Linked DNA regions of Anas platyrhynchos: region 2 is linked to region 1. A link is a contact called in public Hi-C data. All regions are on one chromosome and are shown on one strand. Each heading gives the region's core, a stretch centred on a gene start, on an enhancer-like site or on the middle of the called end of the contact. The rest is flanking DNA. Distances are from core to core; before and after follow the strand shown.

The links. A called contact is a pair of places that touch in the nucleus more often than the background predicts.
Region 2: a Hi-C map of skeletal muscle shows a contact between it and region 1, with 2.2 times the contacts expected there. The contact joins the promoter of LOC101789404 here to the promoter of CBR4 in region 1. A contact is called at or near these places in 2 of 8 Hi-C or Micro-C datasets (skeletal muscle and subcutaneous adipose tissue).

What each region holds. Positions count from the first base shown.
Region 1 is chr4:29,540,370-29,545,697 of IASCAAS_PekinDuck_T2T, forward strand. It overlaps CBR4 (carbonyl reductase 4), which reads left to right and starts at 3,333. Exons shown (of 6, transcript XM_027456433.3): 1 at 3,333-3,493.
Region 2 is chr4:29,826,229-29,831,699 of IASCAAS_PekinDuck_T2T, forward strand. It overlaps LOC101789404, which reads right to left and starts at 4,160. Exons shown (of 10, transcript XM_072037328.1): 1 at 3,490-4,160; 2 at 1,849-1,935; 3 at 1,390-1,623. The coding sequence starts at 4,062. It overlaps ANXA10 (annexin A10), which reads right to left. Exons shown (of 10, transcript XM_072037331.1): 10 at 4,303-5,471.

The sequences.
Region 1 (5,328 bases), core at 2,083-4,582:
AATGGAAAGCAATCGACTTCACAGTTCCAGTTCAGGTTGGTTGGAGCTGCAGATACATCTTAGAAAGTCATGCCTGATGACCCTCTTGCTGCACAGAATCAGCTGTAAGGAGAAGCCAGCTATCTTGTTTTCAGAAATAGCAAAGTCTCTGATAAATGTTTTGTCATCACTTACGTATCTTCTCTGGCTTAGTAGCTAAGCTGAGACAATCAGGGAGGAAATGCTACCTTGAATCTCCTCAGAATATTCGGTGTTTCAGTTCAGTAATTCTCTGAAAAGCTAACCTTCAAGTTCTCTCTCTCTTTTTTTTTTTTCTTTCTTTTTTTTTTTTTTTCAGTGCCCTTCAGAAGTGATTTTTTGGCAAATCTATAGTTCCCTGAAGAAATGTACCCTACTCAAACAGTGGTATATGACTTTTGTGTCTATTGAAAGAACTTGGATGGTCTGAGGGACATGTCCTGCATGTCCTGCATTCAAGTATAAACACAATGTGAAGAAACTGGATGAAGGGAAGTTGAACTCTGGCAGAAAGGGGAGCTTGTCCACGGAAGGCTGGGGATAATCTGCCACTGTAGTATGTAGTATATTTTGTATGTTCAGTATAGAAATGATACAAAACCTTATAGAGAACGTTTAGGCAGGTGAGGATAAAAATAAAATACTTATATGTGTGTGAAATTTTCCTGTTCTGGAAAAACAGCTCAGACTCCTGTAGCATCCTACAGTTGCATCAGCCTGCATCACATAAAAGACACACCTTCTAGACCGATCTTCTAAATTGCTCTTTTCACTCACTTTGCAGTAAATATTTAATTATTTTATAAAATTAATAACTGTAAATATATATGATTCATAAAATTTCTTTCTGAGGTTTCAGGATAGTAGCTTGTGCCATCCTAGATTGCTGTAATACTAACAGCAATCCAAATGTGGCTGGGCAGGTGTGCTTACTGGGCCTCTTGGGGAGCTAGGAAAATATGTTGGACTGCTAGGACAATCTTGTAATAAACCGTGCTCCTGAAAATCAATACCTATGAAAAATGATTACAGATTAAAACTGTTGAAATAAGGCATGTGTTTTATATAATCAGCCATCACTTGATCTGACATAGTCTAGAGTGAGCAATAGTTAATTCTTTTCAAGAATGCTAATCGCTTCTGCTAATTTTTGAAGGAAAATACTGTGATAGATAAATTAAGAAATGGCACTAGCAATCATCTAAAAATACCTCTTCTCATTTTTAATAACCTACCTCCTACCTCATTAAGCCAGCTGATTGGTATTATTATGATTTACTACTCTAATGCTCAGTCATTGGAAGGAAATACAATGTTATGGGCTTCTGTATCTCACAAGGAGATGAAGTCTTCAGCTGCTCCGTAATACATGAGCAAGATTAAATGACACCAAAGTATTTCTGTGAGGAGATGAGATATGAAACTAGATTTATTTAGGGCAATCTGATGGAGAAAATTGAATGTTGGGAATTGAGTTCCTTGAAAGTGCTCCAAGTGTTACTGTATGTGTTTTGGGCTGCAAAATGGGTAACAGCTGTAAAGAATATTGTCTTTGACATTTCCTATAATACTGGTGAAGATAAAGGAGGTGAGCAGTGTATGAGATATGAGTGATTGTCACTATCACTATCACAGTTGCTATTTATTATGGACCATGTTCAACACTCATTGCTGGCAAATCATCAGCTGAAGTTCTGCCAGAAGTCCTTATGGTTCGGATCACATCTATTTGCAGTTGTGGCAGGATGACTGCACAGTCCCTTGACTTGCTGTTTTCTGTCAGTAAGTAGATGTGCCACATTAAGCTGGTATTCCTGCACTCGGTAAATCTGTGCCTCATTAGGGTTAACCTTGCAAACAGTCCTGTAATGAACAATCCTGCTAAAATAGGAGGTTATAAAACTGGCTTAATGCTTGTGGATATGCCTTCAGTTTCCTGCTTCAAGCAGCCTTTGGTCTCCTCCTATTCACAAATGTTACATATTTCTAAGCAGATATTAGGAATCATGGAAGTATTTCACTTTCATGTGTCTCAGGTCTGAGGACTAATTACTGTGTTCACAATGTATAGCTTTTGCTTCTGTAAGTTCTTCTTAGTTCTTCTTAGAGCTTATAAAGGGAAAGCAGGTGAATGATCAAGTCATGTTGCTTATTAACTGTGTTGCTACTCCTGCAGCGTAGAGCTTTAGTTATCTTTATCTCATAGAGTTCAGTTCAAATCACTATGCAAAATCTTTCCACATTTAATATCCCTCCTCTTCTTTCTGACTCTGTTCACTCCCTTCTCCCTGTCATCATCTCCCAACATCCCACTTTCTTTCCTTTCCCCAACAAAACAAACCTGAAGACACAGTAAATACAGTGCACTGAACAGAAATATGAGTAGACACAGTGAATTTCCAGGAGGCCGTATCACAGGACCGAAGTGGGCAACAATTCACAGCTGTCCATTCAGTAACCGATATTGTGGTTAGTGATATATTAGGGCAGGAATAACTTCATAATATGACAGAAATCTTGGCTGTTTATAACTTGTTGCTCTTAGTCTGAATGCTGACAGGAGTTTATGTTTATGAACTAAAGCCTAGTTACATTTGCTGAGAAATACTTATCAAAAATACCTTTCACCAACAATAGGAGGAATATCCAAAGAGGCTGTTGCATGATAAATTATTGAAATGATAAATTCTTGAAGTTATTGCCATAAGGTATTATTGTGCAGTGTATATAAACACGTAGTGAATGGGAGCAGGGATGAGAGTATGCGAGGCAGAACGAGCAAAGTTAGGACTGTTGATAGGTGGAGAAGGAAAGACTAGTGCCCTCCTTGAGTGAGGAGTCGGGTGTATGGAGGGAAGTGAGCGATGGCAGGAGAGACAGAGATCGAGGTGGAAATCTTTTAAGGCCAAAGTCCACTGCAGGAGGGGCCAGTGCCCGGGGTCGGGCTGGAGCCCTGCGCCAGCCTGAGGGGGGCGGTGTGTTGTTTTTCTTTGTGATGTAACTTTTCTCTCAGGTACAGTGAATTAAGTTTCTCAAGAGCGAGATTTGTTCACGTATTTGTGGGAAAAGTGCGCCTAAGCGGTTTGGGCACGATGAGAGTGTTCAGTCCGTGCGGAAATTCTGGATACTGTGGGGGCAAAAAAGGAAAACCTTCAGTAATAAAGATGAGCTACGAACAAAACCCCGCCCCTGTGGCCACAACTCCCTGAAGGGTGCGACTGGGGCCAGCCAAGCGGCGGCAGGAGCGGGCGCCGCCTCCCCCTCACGCCGCCCGGTCCCGCCCTGCCACCGTGGCACCGCCGCCGCCTCACGGGGACTACAGCTCCCGGCGTGCCCCGCGCCGTGCGGGCAGGCGGGCGGCTCCGCTACGCCCCGCGGGCTCCATCTTGAGCGCCGGGCCGGGCCGCGCCAGCAGCCGTGTTGCGGAGCCCCCGCCCTACCCCGGCGCCCAGCCGCGCCGCCACGCCCCGGGGAGGTGAGCGCGCAGCCGGGCGCCCGGCAGCCGCCACGGCGCCTCCGCGGCCGGCGGGAGGGAGGGAGGGAGGGACAGAGGAAGGGAGGGGGGACGCCGGCTGCTGCCGCCCGCCGCGCTGTGGTAGGCATGGCTGCGCGCGGGCGCCCCCTGGCGGTGACCGTTAGGGGCCGTTGGCGGCCGTTAGGGACCGTTGGGGCGCGCGGGGCGGGGCGAAGAGGGGTGCGCAGAGGACGTCGCCTCACCGGCCGCAATAAAAGCATAAAAGCAGAAAAAAAAAAAATGTTTTAAAAAAGGGCTCGGCGGCAGGGGAGAGCCTGCCCGCGAGGGAGTGTCGCGTTACTCATCTCGCTGCGGGTTTTTCGCCCAAGTCAAACTCCAGAGCCCTTTCTCCAGAGCCAGAAGGTGTATGGCTTTTTTTTTTTTTTTTTTTTTTAAAAAAAAAACACAGATTGTATGTTGTTTCGTTGCAGTTAGGCTTACGTGCTCCCCCTGCAAATACCTGGTTAATGCACAAAGAGACCGAGTATTTCTGGAAACACTAGAATCACCGGGCTTTTCCCTTTCTCACAGAGAAGAGGAAGGGCAGAACGATAGATTTTAGAGGCAGTCTCCTCAGCACAGAACAATTCGTGGCACCTTCATTTGCACTGATAGCTTTTAGGGGCCTGTACACCTAAGCCTATTCAGAGAAAGGAACATACATACAGGTCTGACAGCATTTATAAACAGCATGCGATGGCTCACTGTAGCTAACCCCAAAACTGATTCTGAAGAGTTGCAGAGGTACCGTACACTGATTAAGGCAACGCTCAAGTTTGCTGTGATTTTTTTCACGCTTACGATTACCCTTCCGAGCTCAACTGGATAAGGCCCTGATCGACTTGACCTAAGTTGACATTGTGCATGTGGGTGGAGGAGTTAGACAAAGTGACTTCCAAAGATCCTTTCCAACTTGTATTATTCCAGGTTTTAAATAAAAATAAGAGAGTAGGTGTGTTCAGTGCTGGTAAGAACAAAATATGGAGGAAGAAGAGAATCCTAGTACCACATTGTTGCAACAGTCAGGCAAGAACTTGCAAGAGTCTGTGTGGATAGTTCTGCAAAAGAATAGATCCATCATGACAGACAAGGAATTGCCTACACACAGCAGGTCTTTTTGTGTGTATTCTTTTGAAAGGGCTCCCCTCTGAGGCACAAGTATTAGTCCTCTTCCTGCTCCTAGGAGGCCAATTTAAATTTGCCAGCTGGGAAGGGGATGCATGGGTTGATTCCAGGCACTTGGATTTTCCTTTTCTGTTATAGAAAAGGACTGACAGCTCCTTAGGCAAGTTTTGGTCACAGAAGACCAAAATTATCATGCCATTGTAGGAGCTGACTGTGTTCATGTATGTTTAATACTGTGTGTGATTATAGTTATCACACATAAAAAAGGGCATAATAGAACTAAATAAGGCAAAGGGTAGGGTGACAGGATTAGTGAGCTTGGGCAGTCTGTTAGTGGCTTCCATGTGCATAAGAGTAGCTAAGTAAACCTGGAAGAGGATATAGGAATTAAGGTAATATGCAGAAGTGTACATAGGCTCAAGTTATGAGCAGAAGGGGGAAGATAAGAGAGAAAAGCAGAGCATTCACTAATCAGAAAGAAATTTAAGAACAAAACAAAGTACTTTTCCACAAATAATGAAACTTGTTGCCTCAGGATGTTATGGAGACAAAGTATGATTGGGTTCAAAATGGATTTATTCAAATATATGGAAAAGAGGTTCATGACTATTACTTAGATTCTGCCTTTGGCTCAGGAAGTCCCTAAACAGCTGATTGGGTACTGGAGGTTG
Region 2 (5,471 bases), core at 2,910-5,409, 290 kb after region 1:
GCCAAATTGAAGTATTCCAATAAAACAAATCATGACCTATGTGATTATCTAATCCATTTCAGATACTTGTGAATACTCAGGTAAGAGAATATTTTCTGCCCGGTGAGATGATCCTCTGCTATTAAGGTATTATCACACTAAGATTAAAGAAATTTATGTTTTTGTTTTAAAGCAGTCATATCATAGCAATATGAAATCCACTGAGTTGGACTCAAGTGACAGTTCCCAGAGAATGTGTAATGAAAAAACTGACTGGATTATAAACTAGCTGCTTTCATATAAATGTTTGGTGACATTACAGTAATGTTGTTGAAAACAACAACAAATCAACCTTACTGAAATCAGCTGTGTACTGCTATAGAGGACAGTAAGAAAGGTGTTATGCTTAAAGCCTACTAATTGCTGGAGTCAGAATATTTCTTCCACAAGCAGGGGTGGCTTCTATCCAAAAGTCAGGTTTTCCTTAACTAGTTGTTAGCAGAAACTTAATTAAACAAAGTACTTCTTAAAAATTCCATTCAGTTGCAGCACAGCACTGGACGTAAATCAACCAGCTAGTTTAAAACTAGATGAAAAGATTCCTGCTACCTTAGGTAAAAGTGAGGATGTGGGCTTGTATCTTGAGCTCCTCTATCATTGCTCTCAATTTTTCCTCTCCAGTTCCCTTAAACACTATGAGGAAGACCTAGAGCATCTTTTATAGAAACATATATACTGGTCAATATATAGTGTATGTCAGGACTGTATCAGAAGTACTTGAGGTAGCTTTCAATAGGCTGCACAGCTCCATGCAAAGACTACAGCAGGTTTTAGAATCTATAGTCATCTTTTACCTCAGGTATCCCAACATAGTATTCCACCTCGCAGCTCAGATAGCTTACCAGATCTGGCTCTAACCTCTCACCAAAAAGCTTTTTTTGGTATCTTCAAATTTACAGATGCAATTAAAGTGCTTAATATACAGAACATTTTAAAATAAACATGAAAAAAGCATATAAACATGAGAGAAGGTTGGTGGCAGTACTAACAAATAACTCTCTATCCAGCATCAAGGCAGCTGACTTTCATAGCTGTTAGCATAAAACAGTAAGTGTTACATCAACAGCTAAACAGCCAATATTAATTTCAGCAGCTTTAATCATGTGAAGAAAACAGTGTCTACTGAATTCATTAAATATCTAAGCCGTAAAGAAAGATTGTCAGGCTTCTCTAAAATGAAAAGCACTGTTTTAAAAGAGGGTAAAGTGACAAGTAATTTTAGGTCTTATTTTTCCATTTGTTGAATTTGTTTTTCACAATCCATTCATTATCACACTGAATGAAGTATCAAGCTCTGTATGACATCAGAGCTTCACTGTACAACTCAAGCAGTAACAGAAGGGCCATTACCTCTAGGAAACGCTGAGGGTCACATTCATGTACAAGCTTTTCACAGTCCTTCAAAAAATTCTCAATGGTTTTCTTGTGAGTTTCCTTCATCTTCTTCCAAATCTGAAACTCCTTCTCTTTTTTACTTCTTTGATTTTCAAGATCTTCTATCAATTGCTGCTTTTTCATTTCCAGAGTTCTGAAAATTTCTCCAAATTCCAGTGCAATTATGTCTGCTTCACTATTCACCACCATCTAGAAGCATGAGAATACAAAAACAGATGATGATGCAAGCAGCAGTGTCTACACAGACTTTTATTTTTTTAAACTAAGTTCAGGACACGTCCGTACCATACAAAGTACCAGCGTACTCTATTGTTGTAATTAACCTCTTATGAGAAGAGAACCAAGTTGGTGTTATCAAGCTTTTTATAACTCTCTATATAGATAAATTTTAAAAAGTCAGCATGTGTAACTCACATCAGTATCATTTGGATGACTTGAGACTTCATTCATCAGCTTCTCGTTTATTATTCTCATTTTTTTCAGACTACTGAAGAAGGTTAACTGTAAGACAATTGAAATACAATTGAAATGGTTAGAATAACTCCATAAATAAAGTTAATACATTTCAGTGGTTGTCTAGAACCACATCATGGGGTACAACATATCAACAAAGCAGTCATTCAAAACATTTGATAACATTCAACGCTTCCCTGGAACAGCAGACAAACTTGCTTTTGATATAACTCTTTCTCATAGTAATGGCTTTAGGCTCATCTACAATACAAATGCTACAATGGCTATAGGGTTACTTTATAGCTAAAACACAGTTTTCCTCAGATTTTTTTCCTTTTATTTAAAAAAAAACACACTTTTTTTTTTAAAAAAAAACAACACACATATCTATCACAATTTGTTTGAATGCTGCATTTGTTCCTGCTTGATAAGCATGTGTATGATACACTTTTTAAATGTCTCAAAAAAAAAAGTGTTTTTAATAAACAAATAGAAAGCTAACCATAACAAAGTTATTCTTGTTTTAACCAGTATCACCACTGTTTTTTCCTTCCTTACCGCATTATATTATCACTAAATTTTACACAACAAACTGTTGTGCAAAGACTCTTTTTCTCTTGTTTCCTGAATGACAGACAATTGGTGATTGGAAAGAGGAACAGGAAGTAAATCAGTGCCAAAAACAACTCATAGCTTAATGACAGTCAGTGCTGTTCTTCAGCTTCTAACAACCAAACCATCCCTTTCCACTGACATGGTCTCCCTGAAAACATAAGCTTCTTAAAACTAAGAAGTGTTTCTAAGAAAGTGATTATTAACAGCAAACAGAAAAACCTACTGCACTACTACCTTGAAGTCTCTAGTTAGTGGACAGTAAGTCCTACATGTTCTACACCCTCTTCCACACCATTGTTTCCAATTAGTTCATTACCTATATATGAAGCAACGCCTCAACAACGCGCATTAACTTCCTACCTTTCTTGAAAACATAAGTTACTTTATTCTTTTCCAGTTCTAGCCCTGGCCAGTAAAGAATTAGGTTGAAGACAAAAAAATGATAATAATAAAAAAACAACAGTAGTGGCTTCAAATTAACTCATATAACGTGGGGTTTATTTTCTAAGCCACGACAGCCCTCTTCACCACCGTCCTGAGGTTCTGTCTCAGTTACCCAACCTGCATACGGCAAGGATAGCTCACTCAACCATAATGCTGGGAACCTTGGCAAAAATCACAACTATTGCTGCCACTACAAACGAACAGGCCAGGCAGTTGCTTTCATGTAAACAGAAGCGCATTTTGGTTTTTACTTTTATTATTGGTTACCTAAACCATCTATTTCTATGTGTGTCATTATTACCTATTACCCCAAATAGGCAGGGCAGCTCAGAGAGCCTGTGAAGGAAGTATCTGTGGGTGTGGGTTTTGTTTTCTTTGAACAGAGCTAGCATCTCGCAGAAGCCTGTAAAACCGGACCCAGGCATGCCACAAGCTCTCGGCATGAGCGTGTTTTTTTCCGGCACAGCCTGTCAGCACGCACACACGAGTCCCAAGCACCAAAGCAGGGAGCTGGGGGTGCCCCGCGCGGAGCCGAGCGCTTACTTTCTCCTCCTGGAACACCGTGTCCAGCAGGTTGACGGAGTGGAAGATGCCCTGGTGCTCCTCGGACACGCACTGCCCGCAGCCGGCGCGGCGGCACATGCGGCAGTAGAGCTGCACCAGGCGGCCCGGGTGCTTCTGGCAGGTGCCCCTCAGCGCCAGCGGGCCCTGCCCCGGCCCCAGCCCCAGCCCCGGGCCCTGCTCCCCGGGCTCCCCGGCCGCTCCGGAGCGGTACAGCTTCACCACCTCCGCCAGCGTGGTGTTGACGGGCAGCGCGGCCGCGCCGCCGCGGGGCAGGGGGCTGAGCTTCCTGCACAGCGGGCACGGCACCCGGCCCCCGCCCGGACCCGGACCCGGCCCCGGGCCCGGGCCCGGGCCCGGCCCGCCCCGGGGGAGCCGCGCCTGGCCCTGGCCCTGGCCCTGGCCCTGGCCCGGCCCCGGCCCCCGCTGCTGGTGCTGCGCCGAGGCCAGGCACTCGAGCACGCAGCCCCGGCAGAAGTTGTGCGAGCAGAGCGGCAGCGTCACCGGCTCCTCGAAGAGGGACAGGCACACGGCGCACGTCAGGCTGGCCTCCATCGGGGCTCCCCCGCCGCTCCGGGCCCGCCCCGCTGCCCCGCAGCGGCCGCTGCCTCCAACCGGCCGGAAAATGGAACCCGGCAGCGGCGGCGGGGCGGGGCACTGAGAGACGCGGTGACGGTTGGTGGGCGAGAGAGATTGACAAGGCTGCCTTCCAATCAGAACCGGGAACGGCTGCAAGGGGTTAGCCGTGGGCGGGGCGGAGGGAGCCGGGGCGCCTGGCGGGCCCTAGCGCCGCCGCCGCCATTTTGTGGGCGCTGTCCCGAGCGGAGCCCCGCCTGTGGGCGCTGAGGGGAGGTGGCGGGGCGGGGCGGGCAGCTGTGAGGTGCTGCTGCTCCTCCCTGCAGCGTGCGAGGCTAAAGCCCTGTTACATCTCCCTAGCCGTGAGACACGGCCGTTACCTGCAACTACAGGTCCAAAATCAAAGTGTAATTGAAGTTTAGGGCAGCACCATAGTCTGAGCTTGGAGCGATAACGTGCAGGCATAGCGTATGGCTCTGCCTTGTGCTAGGACTTCGTGAACTTTCCTCCTAGGTCCTTTCCACCTAGAGCTCTGGATGAATAATTTTCTACTTCAAACATTCTGAGGTCTGTCAGCACAAGAGGGACCCAAGTGAAATTTCAAATGTATTGCACGTCGGCAGTTTTGTAGCCTAAGGTTAGTATTTGTGAAAAATGAAGTACACTAAAAATACATTGTTTTCAGATGGGAAAGACGTGGGTGCAAACAGTGTGAAAACAAACATATTTATATACTTTAACAGCAGTGTTTTATTCGGTCATACTGAGCCAGACTGGCAGAAAGTCACTACCTATTTTCAATCAAAGGTTTATGTCAAGCTGGAAACTTCGAAATGCAGGCAAAAAAATGAAACAAAACAGGACAATGACTTTATTGTAATATTACCTCATTTATGCTTGCTTTTAAATCCCTTACATAAAGGACTGACAGGAGATACAAATAAGCTAGAGGGTACAGCTGATAGACTGAATAGGCTCAAAATGTTTCAGGAAGTGTTATGTTCTCCTTCGGGATGATGACTTGAGGCAGGGTTCTGCCACCTTTATTCGCTTCAGTATGAGTTGTCACAAAATGTTCTCAAACTACGTCTGCTGGGGTTCAGGAGCACTGTCTCTTTGAACCTCGTTTGGTGGTGAAGTGTTACCCATTATTAGCCAGCTCACAAATTACACCATAAGAGACACCCTAGGAATACCTCAGCACCCAGAATATCCATATTCAGTTAATGATTGAAATGACAGTGGAATTTCAAAATGGAACCATTGGGCAGGCTGGGTAAGTTTGCAGAAGGCCATGCCATGTTTCCTCGTCCTGCGATTTTCAGAGCATGGCACTAAATCAATACTTGGTTCTGTTTTTCTTTAGTTTCAAACAGAAAAAGGGAAAT